Regions from separate parts of the Mus musculus genome. Here region 2 is linked to region 1. The links are chromatin contacts, called in public promoter capture Hi-C maps. All regions are on one chromosome and are shown on one strand. Each heading gives the region's core, a stretch centred on a gene start, on an enhancer-like site or on the middle of the called end of the contact. The rest is flanking DNA. Distances are from core to core; before and after follow the strand shown.

Region 1 (5,839 bases), core at 1,443-3,942:
GCAGCTAATGGTCCCTATAAAGTCTGGACTATGTAATTCTGGGAGGTTCAGCCAGCAGATGACCTGAGGGAAGGAAAATGAAGCTTCCTGTCACCACCTGTCCCTGGAGGGAATTCTCAAGCTTTAGGCTGAGTCACACTGAGTCCTGGAAACAAAGATCTTCAGCATCACCTGCCCCTGGGAGTCTGCACCTTCTAACCAAAGGCTAGGAATGGTCAGTAGGAATGACAGCCACGCCAGTCACATTCTGAGAGATATCTGGAGCCTGCTGTCCACAGTGCTAAGGTCTTGAGGCTCTCTGCTTGCTTGGCCAGCCCTGAGCAGAAGAGGAAAGACCGATATGGTAGACAAAGGTGAGATTCCTGCCCACTCTCATTATTCACAGTTGAATGCCCAGTACCATCCCAGGGGAGCAACACATCTCTGTACATGCTACACTCATAACCACAAACACCAGTTTTAAAGTTTGACATAATTAGCCAGCATGTCAACATAAAATTACATTTTCTCCCATCCAAATCCTTCTTGAAATAATCATTTGGGTGGAGGGAAAGGGTGCCCTGAAGTTTTGTCAAAAGAAAACAGCTAAAGGTTAAAACAAAATTCCCCTCATGTCAGTGCCATGGATGTACTTGGCTGGTGCAAGATTTCATGATAAATGAGATGACAGTCGATATAAAACACTTAACCAATCCTGTGCAATCTCGAAGATGCCAGTAAACTCGGGTGGAGGCCTGGCGCTTTGGCGCCCCCTAGGAGTCCCGGGTGGAGCAAGCGCCCATTTCTCAAACTGCAAAGGAAGAATGGAAGAACTCAGTTTATTGTGAAGAGAACCAAGTTGATTTCTCTTTTCCAAGAAGCCATTCACTCTAGGCGTCCCCTGTCTCCTTGCCTGATGATAAATCTGGGTAAAAGTGCTGGACTGCTTCTGTGGGTAACATTGTATCGAACAGAGAGAAGGCCTGCCACATCTAGAATCACTTTTGATACTAAACCTTGTTCTAATTTTGGAGTCAAGGTCTCTGTGGTTATTTAAAGAACAAGTGTAACCCTAGGGGATTTTTTTCTTTCAATTTTCCAATGAAGTCAGAGGCCCTGTTCTTCAGCGTTAGTACATAGGGAAAAAAGAAGGAACAACTGGGACACTTTCTGGTAGACTGTGTTAACTCTAGCCACGACCTAAACTCTATGAGGAAGGAATAATGCAAAAACTGGGGGTGCTGTGTCTTGGCAGCTCTGGCCTTCACGGGTCTCATATTTTTTTCTTTGTAAAGGTCCAAAATTTTATCATTCTTATTTATAGTATCAAATAAGGGAGAACTAAATTTTACTAAAATTAAGACATAATTTTTTTAAAGGGGATATAAATTTGTAGAGAGAGCCACAGATACAGGGAGATGTAAAGACACACGGGTGGATGAATGTCCACTTCACCAGATAAGATATACATGATAGACGGAGGGATATGTGGGGGAAGTCGTCTTAATTTGCTTCCTGCATAAAATTGCACAGATCTCCCCAAAGACAATCTCCCCAGCCTATGGTAAACAACTCAAGAGTATCCAGGAAAGTCTCCTTCCAAGTCGGTCTCTCAAGTTCCCACCACTCATCCACGAATTGTTTTAAATAAATAAATAAACCGCGAAGTCTGTCGATTCAATTCTGGACCACCAGCGTCCTCTGTTGGTCACCTATAGGAGGAGCGTGCAGACTTTGGAGAGACTCGTACAAAAGAACTCAATAGCTGCGCTATTGCGCCTGGATTTCAAGTCAGAATGAACGGATTAGCAAGAACTCCAGTCTGCACTGGAGCACATCAGAAGTTGGTATAGGGGTCCAACGATGACTAAAACTCGTTGTGAACAGTATTCATTTTAAGGGCTGCTTGGCTACTAATCATGCATGCTTCAGTGTCTCAGTAGTTATTTTAACGCAGATGCGTCCGCTAAAAAGATTCTCCCAAACAAGAACTAGAGGAACTTCTCATCTTTAAAAAGAAAAAAACTGTCCTCACTCCTATCTGGGAAAGTGCAACGACGTATTTGAGTATTTTGAGTCCCTACCTCCTTGAAAAGCAAATCCTTTGCGCCCATAGCTGTCAGCGTGAGGTTGTGCGGTGCTGAGACTCTGGGAGCTAAAGTGGCCCGTGGTGCAGATTTAAACCTCGAGCTCTAAGGTTCTCCAGACCTCAAAGTGATCTGCGCGTTCTCGCTGGGAAATGCCTAATACAGCATACCCTACACGAGGAATTCCATTGCGGGAACTTTACAAAGTACACAGGCGCTGAATGGGTCCGGGCCAGCTTCCCAAACATAAACCATCCCTGGAAAGGCCAGCTTAGCCAGCCATCCAGGGGGAGGGGCTATAGGGTCCGGGACGCCAAATTGGCTGGGAGTCATTGAAGGAAGAGAAGACCAGAGTCCCTGGAGTGGCTGGGACTCTAGAGACGCAAGGTGGCCTGGAGCGCCTGTGGTTACCCGTGAAGAGGTGGCCCTGATACAGGGCGTGCGCACAGAGAGCAGGTGCCCGGTGAAGACGCGCGCAGCGCGCCCCCGTCCTCGTTCCCGCTTCGTCGGGAGGCGCGGGCCCCGGAGCGGAGCCTGCGCCGGCCCACCCCCCACCCTCGCCGTTCCGGGGCGTGTCCTCCGCCACCCCGGCTTCTATATATCGGCCTGCGCGCCCGGGCTGCCCAGATGCGAGCTTAGAGCGGCGACTGGGCGCTGAGGACCTGCTTGCTCGCTGCTCCCATCCCGCCGCCTCATCCCGCCGCCTCATCCCGCGTGCTCCACTCCGCTCCCCTCCACCGAGCCGTCCACCCGGCGCCATGCATCCCGCGCGCCCCGCGCTCTGGGCGGCTGCGCTCACTGCCCTCACTCTGCTCCGCGGACCGCCGGTGGCGCGAGCTGGCGCGGGCGCGGTGGGCGCGGGCCCCGTGGTGCGCTGCGAACCGTGCGACGCGCGTGCGCTGTCCCAGTGCGCGCCTCCGCCCACCGCGCCCGCGTGCACGGAGCTGGTGCGAGAGCCCGGCTGCGGCTGCTGCCTGACTTGCGCGCTGCGCGAAGGCGACGCGTGCGGCGTCTACACGGAGCGCTGTGGCACCGGCCTCCGCTGCCAGCCGCGGCCCGCGGAGCAGTACCCGCTGAGGGCGCTGCTGAATGGCCGCGGGTTCTGCGCCAACGCCAGCGCTGCAGGCAGCCTAAGCACCTACCTCCCCTCCCAACCTGCTCCAGGTAAGCTGTCCCTGCCACGTGCGCCACGCGCAACTCCCTGGGACCCGACGAGGGTGGCAGGGAGTGTATCTTCAGATGTTTGTCTTGGCTCATATTGAAGGTTGGAAAATGGACCCTGGGAGGCGGAGTGAGGCACTGAACCCATTTTTCCTCTTGCTTGGTTCTCAAAGTACAGCTTTTCTTATAAGTTGCAAAATGCGCTCTGTGAAAATAGGTAGAATTCAGTGCCAGGACGAGCGGGTAGCAAGGGAGACTGCCAGTGGACAGATCCCAGTCACTGGAGAGTCTCCTCGCTGAGCGGGGATACCCAGGTTTAGGTCTGTGTAACCCAGCTGTTGACCTGGGTTTTCATTCCTCATAAATTGGGAAGGAGCGCGTCTATCCCAGGGAAGCTTGAGTGTAGGAATCCCGGGTTGGATCCGGACCATGAAGGTATTTGCAGGCAGCCACGCTGTTGGAAACAGTACCTGTCTTGAAACATCCTATCATTTGCACGGGCTAATTGGCAACGCAGGATTGTGTCCCAATTTATCCAAAAACTAACGAGATGAAATTAAGAGCACTGGTGTCTTTGAAACTGTGAAACCTAAAGTTCAAAACTGCTCAGTGTCACCAGGAGCTGCAAAAAGGTTTGAGCCCGGTTCGGGCCCCATAGGCGCCATCCTATGCTCTGCAGCAGCGCCTTCCAGATTCAGAGACTGCATTTGGTGCAGAGGATGCAGACTCAGGCCGGTTCCCTGCCAAAGCAGAGACTAGAAATGCGAAGTACGACCCAGGAATGTTACTCTTTCTAATTCGACCTAGGTGCAGCAGCAGCAGCAGTGGGGACAGCGACAGCGCCAATGAGAAAAATGCAAACGTTTAACAGTTACCTCTCCTGCTGCAAGCCCTACCAAGCAGGCAGTCACTCTAAGGGCATCCTTCGTTCCTTTAAGGAAAAAACAAAACAAAACAGAAACATTTAAATGGATTTGGCAGCTGTTGCTCTAAATGGCCAGCATTCTTAGCTGTTGCTCTAAATGGCCAGCATTCCTAGCCAGTCTCGCTTAGTTATGTGAGTCAAGTTCTTGCCCTGAACATCTGAAGGCTAGAATTCTCCGGTTTCCCACACCAGGCTGGCAGATGGTGCAGATCGAGCCCCCAGGACCAGGGCTAGCTGGGTAGAGAGTCTCTTTATGATTTCTGTGGCTGCTGACCTACACTCCCGGGTACAGGCAAGTCCTGGTATGTTCATCCCCGAGAAGCATTGGATTCCTGGCAAAGCAAGATTCCAGTTGTTTCGCTGACTCAGACAAAGGCAAAATCATGCCATTTGCCTGTGTGTCTTTAACTTCTAGTGCGTTCTGTGGTATACCAAAAGCAATCTTAAGAAATACTAGCATTGCTATTTTGAGTTAAGCCTTAATGACCTCTATTAATAATCACCATTGAACACTGTAGTAAAAATTGATGTGAGCTTTAATTACAAAAGAGTTTGGAGGCTTCAATATCCATTGAAGGAAAAAATATAGTTCTGTGACACAATTCACAATTCCCTATTTAATAGTTCTATTGTAGTCAGCTATCTAAGGAGAACAAAGAGAAGGAAAAAAGGGACGTTTAAGAAATTACTCAGCTTCTTGGAAGATAAATACAAATACAATCATTTACATATTAGCATTTCCTTTGTCCCTGTACTTTCAAAAAAAAAAAAACCCACAAAGATTCAAGCAAATTGAAACCAAGTCTACAAATTGAATCATGGCTCTCCTCCGCCAGGTGCTAGTCTAGACCCGAGGAATTTTGCTTGCGGGGGCAAGAGGTCATTGAGGGTTTGCAGCCGAGTCTCAGGGAGCCGTTTGGTAGATGAGAAACTCAGGCTCCTTGGGCAAGAGGGCCTTCTGGGATCCTGCACGCCAGTTCCTCTGAGAGATGGGAGAAGCTGCGACCTCCGACGGTTTCTAGCAAACGAAGCATTAGCTCTTGGCCAGAGGCCCAGAGCTTCCTCGTGGGCAGGATGCCTCAGCCTGGCATTTCCTGAGAGGCCAAATCAAAAAAGAGAGGCCAGCTGGGGCCCTGAACTTTGCACCCAGACAGAATAAATTCAGAACCAGATGCCAACTGGGACTCCATGCTCAGAAAGCTATTAAAGCCCCTTTGTCAGGAGGGAAGGAATTCTATGGTCATGATCTGAAGCTTAAACCTAAAGCTGTAAAGCTCAGAGTTGAGAGTTGGGGGCCAATTATCTGGCCTTGGGTCCCCCCTGGGGCGGGGGGGATATCTTACTGCAAATGGAGTGGTCAGCCACAAATTTAGTCACATACTTAGATTCAATTAATCTGTTCACCTTCCAGCGTTCCTATCAGTTAGGACCGGCTCCCTTAGCACCTTGGGTTATGAAAGCTAGGAGGCTTTTCTTCCCGCCTCCCCTCTCCCCATCTTCAAGGATTGAATACACTTTAGCACCTAGAGGTCTAAGCTGTGGGTGATACGTTGGTGCTATCTGTATTCTGTGTGCTCCACTGCTGAAGGGGGAGAGGGTGCACCCAAGAAGATGCCCCTCCCACCCAAAACACAGACTCCACATGGACCTTGAAGTTGAAAGATGTACAAGCTCCTCAGAAATAAAC
Region 2 (5,240 bases), core at 1,242-3,741, 68 kb before region 1:
TAAGCCTAGCCTGGATTAAGAACTGAGACTCTATTTCAAAAACAAAACAAACAAGATAACAGTGATTTCTAGATAGTGTGCACTGCTACGTGGAGGGGATGTCGCAAAAAGATGGTTGAGCGAGTTTCCCATCCTTGAACCATGTGGGGAAGACTAACTGAAAGCCAGAGCAGCCTAGAAGGTCTTATATCTGCAGTCAGGAGTTTCAGAGAGCTCGCAACCAGGCATGATGCACTGGGCTAGTGTGCCAGATGTTTTGCTATCCCTCTGTCCCACAGCTAGGAGAGCAATAAAAATGATTCCCTTAATCCCTACCACACAGTTCTTCCTGTTCACTGTGTGGTGTTCATAAGCACCACATAGAGTTTGGCCAGAGAAGCAAATGCAGGTTGCTCAGACCCCATAGAGAAGTGGTTCTCAACCTTAATGTTTCCTTAATGCTTCGACCCTTTAATATAGTTCCTCATGTTGTGGTGATCCCCAGCCATAAACTAATTTAGTTGCTAATCCATAACTTTTATTTTGCTACCATTATGAATTATAATGTAAATATCTGATATGAAGATATTTGATATTTGACACCCGCAAGGGGCCACAACCTATGTATTAGGAACCACCACCATAGAATCCTCATCTACAGCCCTCCTCTCCTACACATGCTGGATCCCAGACCCAGGCAAGCCCTGACAGGACCATTTCTGAGCCGTAACACCAATCCCCCATCTCTGCTGTTACTGCTGAGTCTGACCCTAGCCATAGGCTTCCGATCCATTGCAGCAGCCTCCCACTAAGCCTCTGCTCCTATGCTGAGGACCATTTCCCACAAAGCACCAGGGCAATGGTACTAAAAGCTTTGTACTTCGTTCAACAAAATCTACATTCTAAATGTAGGGCACATACTCTCATGCATTTCTGTTTGTTTTTCTGACTCCACCTACTTGGACCTGTTCTTTCCTCAGACCTAGGGTTTCCTCAAAATGTGAAATCTGGAAGAAAAGCTTCACCGACACCAGGCTAGCCGGTTACAAACACAGATTCCTTGGCCCTACCCTGACCTCTGGAATCAGATTTTCCATGGTCAGGGCTCCAATGGCTGCAGGATGAGCTGATCTAAGCCACATTTCTTCTGAGTGGATCCCTTACTCAGGAGCTTTGGCATCACGCTTGCCTACATTTGCAATGCATGTGCTCCTGAGTCACCTCTGCTGTGGGAAACACTTGCCTGCTTTCTGTTTCTCTTCTGCCCTTTCTTATTCAGTGAATATGCAAAGTAAATAGAAACAGGGTATCAGGCCTGCTTGACAGTTTCCAAAACCAGGTCCCCTTCTATACACCATTGAACACATGGCCTAGTACAGAACGTTTGTGCTCCCACTAACAACACGTGGAAACTTTTCTCCACATCACAGATAAGAAAAGTGATGGGCTAGATTTGGTTACCAAAGTCAAGGCATTAGGAAAGCTAGAGCCTGCTAAGCCACTGCTGTCTTACTTAGGATTTCTATTGCTGTGAAGCAAAACCTTATAAGGTTGGCTGCCTTACACCACAGAAGTGTCACCTACTGTCATCATGATGGTAAGTATGCTGGCAGGCAAGCAGACACAGCACTGATAAAAGTAGCTGAGCATTCTACATCCAGATCAGCAGGCGGCAAGAAGAGAGAATGACACTGGGCCTGGCTTAAGCATCTGAAACCTCAAAAGCCATCCCCGGTGACACACGTCCTACAACAAGGCCACACCCACTACAACAAGGACGTACCTCCTATTAATGGCACTCTCTGTGACCCTGTGGGGGCCATTTCATATCCAAACTACCACATCTCCTGGAAAAGCTGCTTTGAACAGCACCTTACTCTCTAGCTAGACCCAAGGCAGTGTCATAAAATGGGACTTACACAGACACTCTCCTTCATGGCTGGCTGAGGTCCAGAGCTGGAGATGTGCACATGACAGACACTAGCAGGTGACAACCACCTGTGCCTGTCTATTAGTGCATCTGACTTGAGTGGCTGGCCATGACATTCATATTTGGTAAGAACTACGGTTTGTGTTTAAGTTCTTGAAAATACAGAAGAAAATGGGAAGAACACCTTATGAGAGGGTGTATAATAATTGCCTGGACTTGACCTTGGCACTCAGATGACCTAGGAGTACGGCCTAAAAGGTTTTGAACAGTTTTAAGCTTTGATCACTCTGTGATGTGTAACTTGGGCTGATTTTTCCATTTTTAACATTCCTCTGCATCCTGCACTTTTTCAGCTACAATTTTCCTTTCTTAACTTTAAAAGCATTGACTTTTTTTTTTTTTTTTTGCCTAAACCAAAATCTTTCTGAGAATTACTTAAGGAGCAACAATTGTGCTCTGGGAACTTGCCATATCCAGGGTTGCAGACTTTGGGGAGTAATCCTAATTCCCTGTATAGACTTCTCTTTGGTTGTTTGAAGTCTATGCTTGCATTCTGCACTAATGGCTTGAAACCCGAGACTCCAGTGACTGCAAAGCTATTGTTCCCACACTCAAGGATTTCAAATTCAGAACAGCTGGAACCCAACTGCCTCTCCATAGTCTTCCTTTTGCATTATCTTCATTTATTTCTGGGACCAACTGACTAGATGCTTTTCTCTTTTATAATTGAATATAAGTAAACAAAAAACTAATAATTAGCGGTGCCAACAGGGACTAAAATTTAACAGGACACTTTTATCTAATTGTGGCTCAGGAAGCCACATACTGTGGCTGTGATGCATTGATCTGTCGCTTACTTCTCCTGTGTCATTTCAGAGACCCCCAAACACCCTACAAAGCATATGTAGAAAAAAAAATTATATACACAGTTAGCTAATAAAATCAACTTTTCGTGATGTTATGTGGCTTGACCAAAAAAAGAAAAGACACCAATTGCCTATGTTTGGGATTTCACTTAGAGATCTGATGTGCCACGTCGAGAGGATCAGTGAACACTGGGACCTCTGCCGTCTACCTTCTCTCTAGTCACACCCAGTTCGTAAGCCCAGGAGAGTTTTCTCCTTGTGCTCATCATATCTCGTGCCCCAGCAGCAAGTGTGGCCTTCAGGGGACAGCCAGGAGCATCTGGAGGTATGGCTCTAGCGCTGCAAGGACCCTCACTGGCTGTTCCCTCACTGGCCCTGCCAGTTGGACAAATGCTTAGAGAACTGAAGCTGCAACATGAAGAACTCTGTCCAGGATGCTCTGAGCTTCTGTTACTGCTCACAATGTCAACAGAAACTACATCCCTGGGTTCGTTCCCTGACTTGTACCAGGCCTTTGGTCTTTCTCACCTCCTTCTTTTAGTCTCAGCCTCAAGCTTTCTTCAGATGGATTTAATCATCTCAGAGGATTTAGAGCTAGCCTAGTCTCCTTGGCAACCCCTAAAGCAACTTGCATCACTTGACATCTGGTGGCATTTCTGTCTCTAGTGACAGACATGTTATCTGGCTCTTCTCATCCCCTGCCTCAGTCTCCCTAAGCTGTAAGCTTATGTTTCCTTTTCTTATTAAGCTCAGTCCCCCTGACTCCCCTAAGGGAATCTGAGTCATATCTGGGGTCGCACTTGATATCTTTTCTCTTCTCATGATATCTCTGCAATTACATTCATCACCCAAAGAACTTGGTCCAATGGAAGTAACCCAGCAAAGGTTCATTTGAACAGCAGCCCCTGCCCTGGCGCAGTGATAAGATGGTGTCTCCCTTGTCTCTCTGTGATTCACTGGAGCTCCAGAACCACTTCCTCAACAGAACAGAGCAGAACTTAGGATACAGAACAAAAATGGGGGAGGGGGGCGTGGCAAACACAGAAGTGAACCTATCATAATGAAAGTTACTTCTGTGTATGAAGTTAAGCTACAGTTCCAACAAATGGGTCGAAACTTGAGTCTGAAGTCTCTGACTTGTACCAGAAAAAAAAAAAAAAAAGTTCTGAACATGCTCTGGACAGACAAAGCATGTTCCAAGAGAGGTATGATTTTCCAGAATCCAGAGAGAATGAAGAGAGGAGGTCAAAGGGCCTGCCACAGCCTGTCAGAAAACGTTGACAGGTTGAATGTTCCAGCCATTCAATAGGAACAAAGGAAAGAGCTTTTTATGTCACAAGAGAGTAGTGAAAACATTTAGCATGGGGGGGGGGAGGTTTCACCTTTGGAAAGCATGTTCTTTTGGCTTGCAAACTTCCAATATCTTCTGAATTGGAGAACACAAAATGAGAAGGGGTGCCCCCTAGAGGTCAGACAGATGGACTTCACACTTCAAAAAAATGTGTGAAATGACACCATGAGACGTGGTTAGAGAAGTATGTTTCAAACAAATAGGCACATCTTTTTTAGTTTTATAAAAGTCATAAAGGATGAAGCCAAAACAGTGCTTTGAGGAAAACTGGTAGCATCCCAAATACATTAAACAACAACACTAAACATCTCATGTCCACTTCATGAAAAGAGCAATTGAGCAACACGAGCCAAAAGCAAGCAGCAGAAGGGGCATAATGATTAGACCAGGAGTCAGTGGATCTCACCGCCTTAAAAATGTGCAACTGAATCAGAAGCTGATTGTCAAGGCAGACATGGTGGCATATGCCATACCTTTAATCCTAGCAAGGGAAGGCAAATCTATGTGTTCAAGGCTAGCCTGGTCTACACAGTGTGTTCCAGGATAGCTAGTGATATGTAGTAAGATTCTGTACCAACCACTCCACCAACAGGAAAAAAAATGTTGACTATTAATGTCTACCTTTCCTGAGATCCCACGTGGATCTTGAAACTGGAAGGAGCCTCTCCTTTTCCCCCAGAAGACTGCCTGCAACCCTCTCAGTCTCTCTTATGATACCGCACTGATCATGTTGCTAGGTAGGCTTCTATCCCTCCCTCGTTCCAGGCTGGATGCTCTGACCACATTCTTCAGGACCTTATCCTGAAGAGTGTCCTGGACTCTTCAAACAATGCCCGGCTCATGAAACCAGTCCCTGGTAAAAGACTTGATCCAGCTTTACCCTTCTGTCTGTATCTTCTGAGCCCACCTGACCTCTAAAAAAGAACTTCTGACTACCTTTGGCTTGACCCCTCATCTGCCCACACCACTCAACTTACTGCCCCATTTGGAGAGTCCTCTAGCTGCCACACCATACAACCAGGTAAGAGACCTACTATATTTTCTTCTATAACCCCAGGACTCTCTTAAGCCCTCCTGCCCACACCCCTGCCTTAAGACTCAGGTCTTGTGAACT

Evidence for each region. Promoter capture Hi-C pulls out the DNA fragments that hold promoters and counts their contacts.
Region 2: a promoter capture Hi-C map of the 3T3-L1 cell line shows a contact between it and region 1, with 3 times the contacts expected there. The contact joins the enhancer-like site here to the promoter of Igfbp3 in region 1. A contact is called at or near these places in 6 of 39 promoter capture datasets (the 3T3-L1 cell line, embryonic stem cells, liver and 1 more), 6 of 484 Hi-C or Micro-C datasets (adipose-derived mesenchymal stem cells, brain, cortical neurons and 3 more), 2 of 115 datasets of contacts at active chromatin or transcription factors (both in embryonic stem cells) and 2 of 9 other capture datasets (adipose tissue and embryonic stem cells).

The regions. Positions count from the first base shown.
Region 1 is chr11:7,210,776-7,216,614 of GRCm38.p6, reverse strand. Igfbp3 (insulin-like growth factor binding protein 3) reads left to right here and starts at 2,692. Exons shown (of 5, transcript NM_008343.2): 1 at 2,692-3,230. The coding sequence starts at 2,825.
Region 2 is chr11:7,279,097-7,284,336 of GRCm38.p6, reverse strand. No RefSeq gene overlaps it. Among named protein-coding and RNA genes, the nearest start is that of Gm36565, 65 kb to the right of the region's middle. Within about 2 kb of position 2,491, at least 18 of the 459 cell types and tissues checked have an H3K27ac peak or open chromatin away from gene starts, as enhancers often do.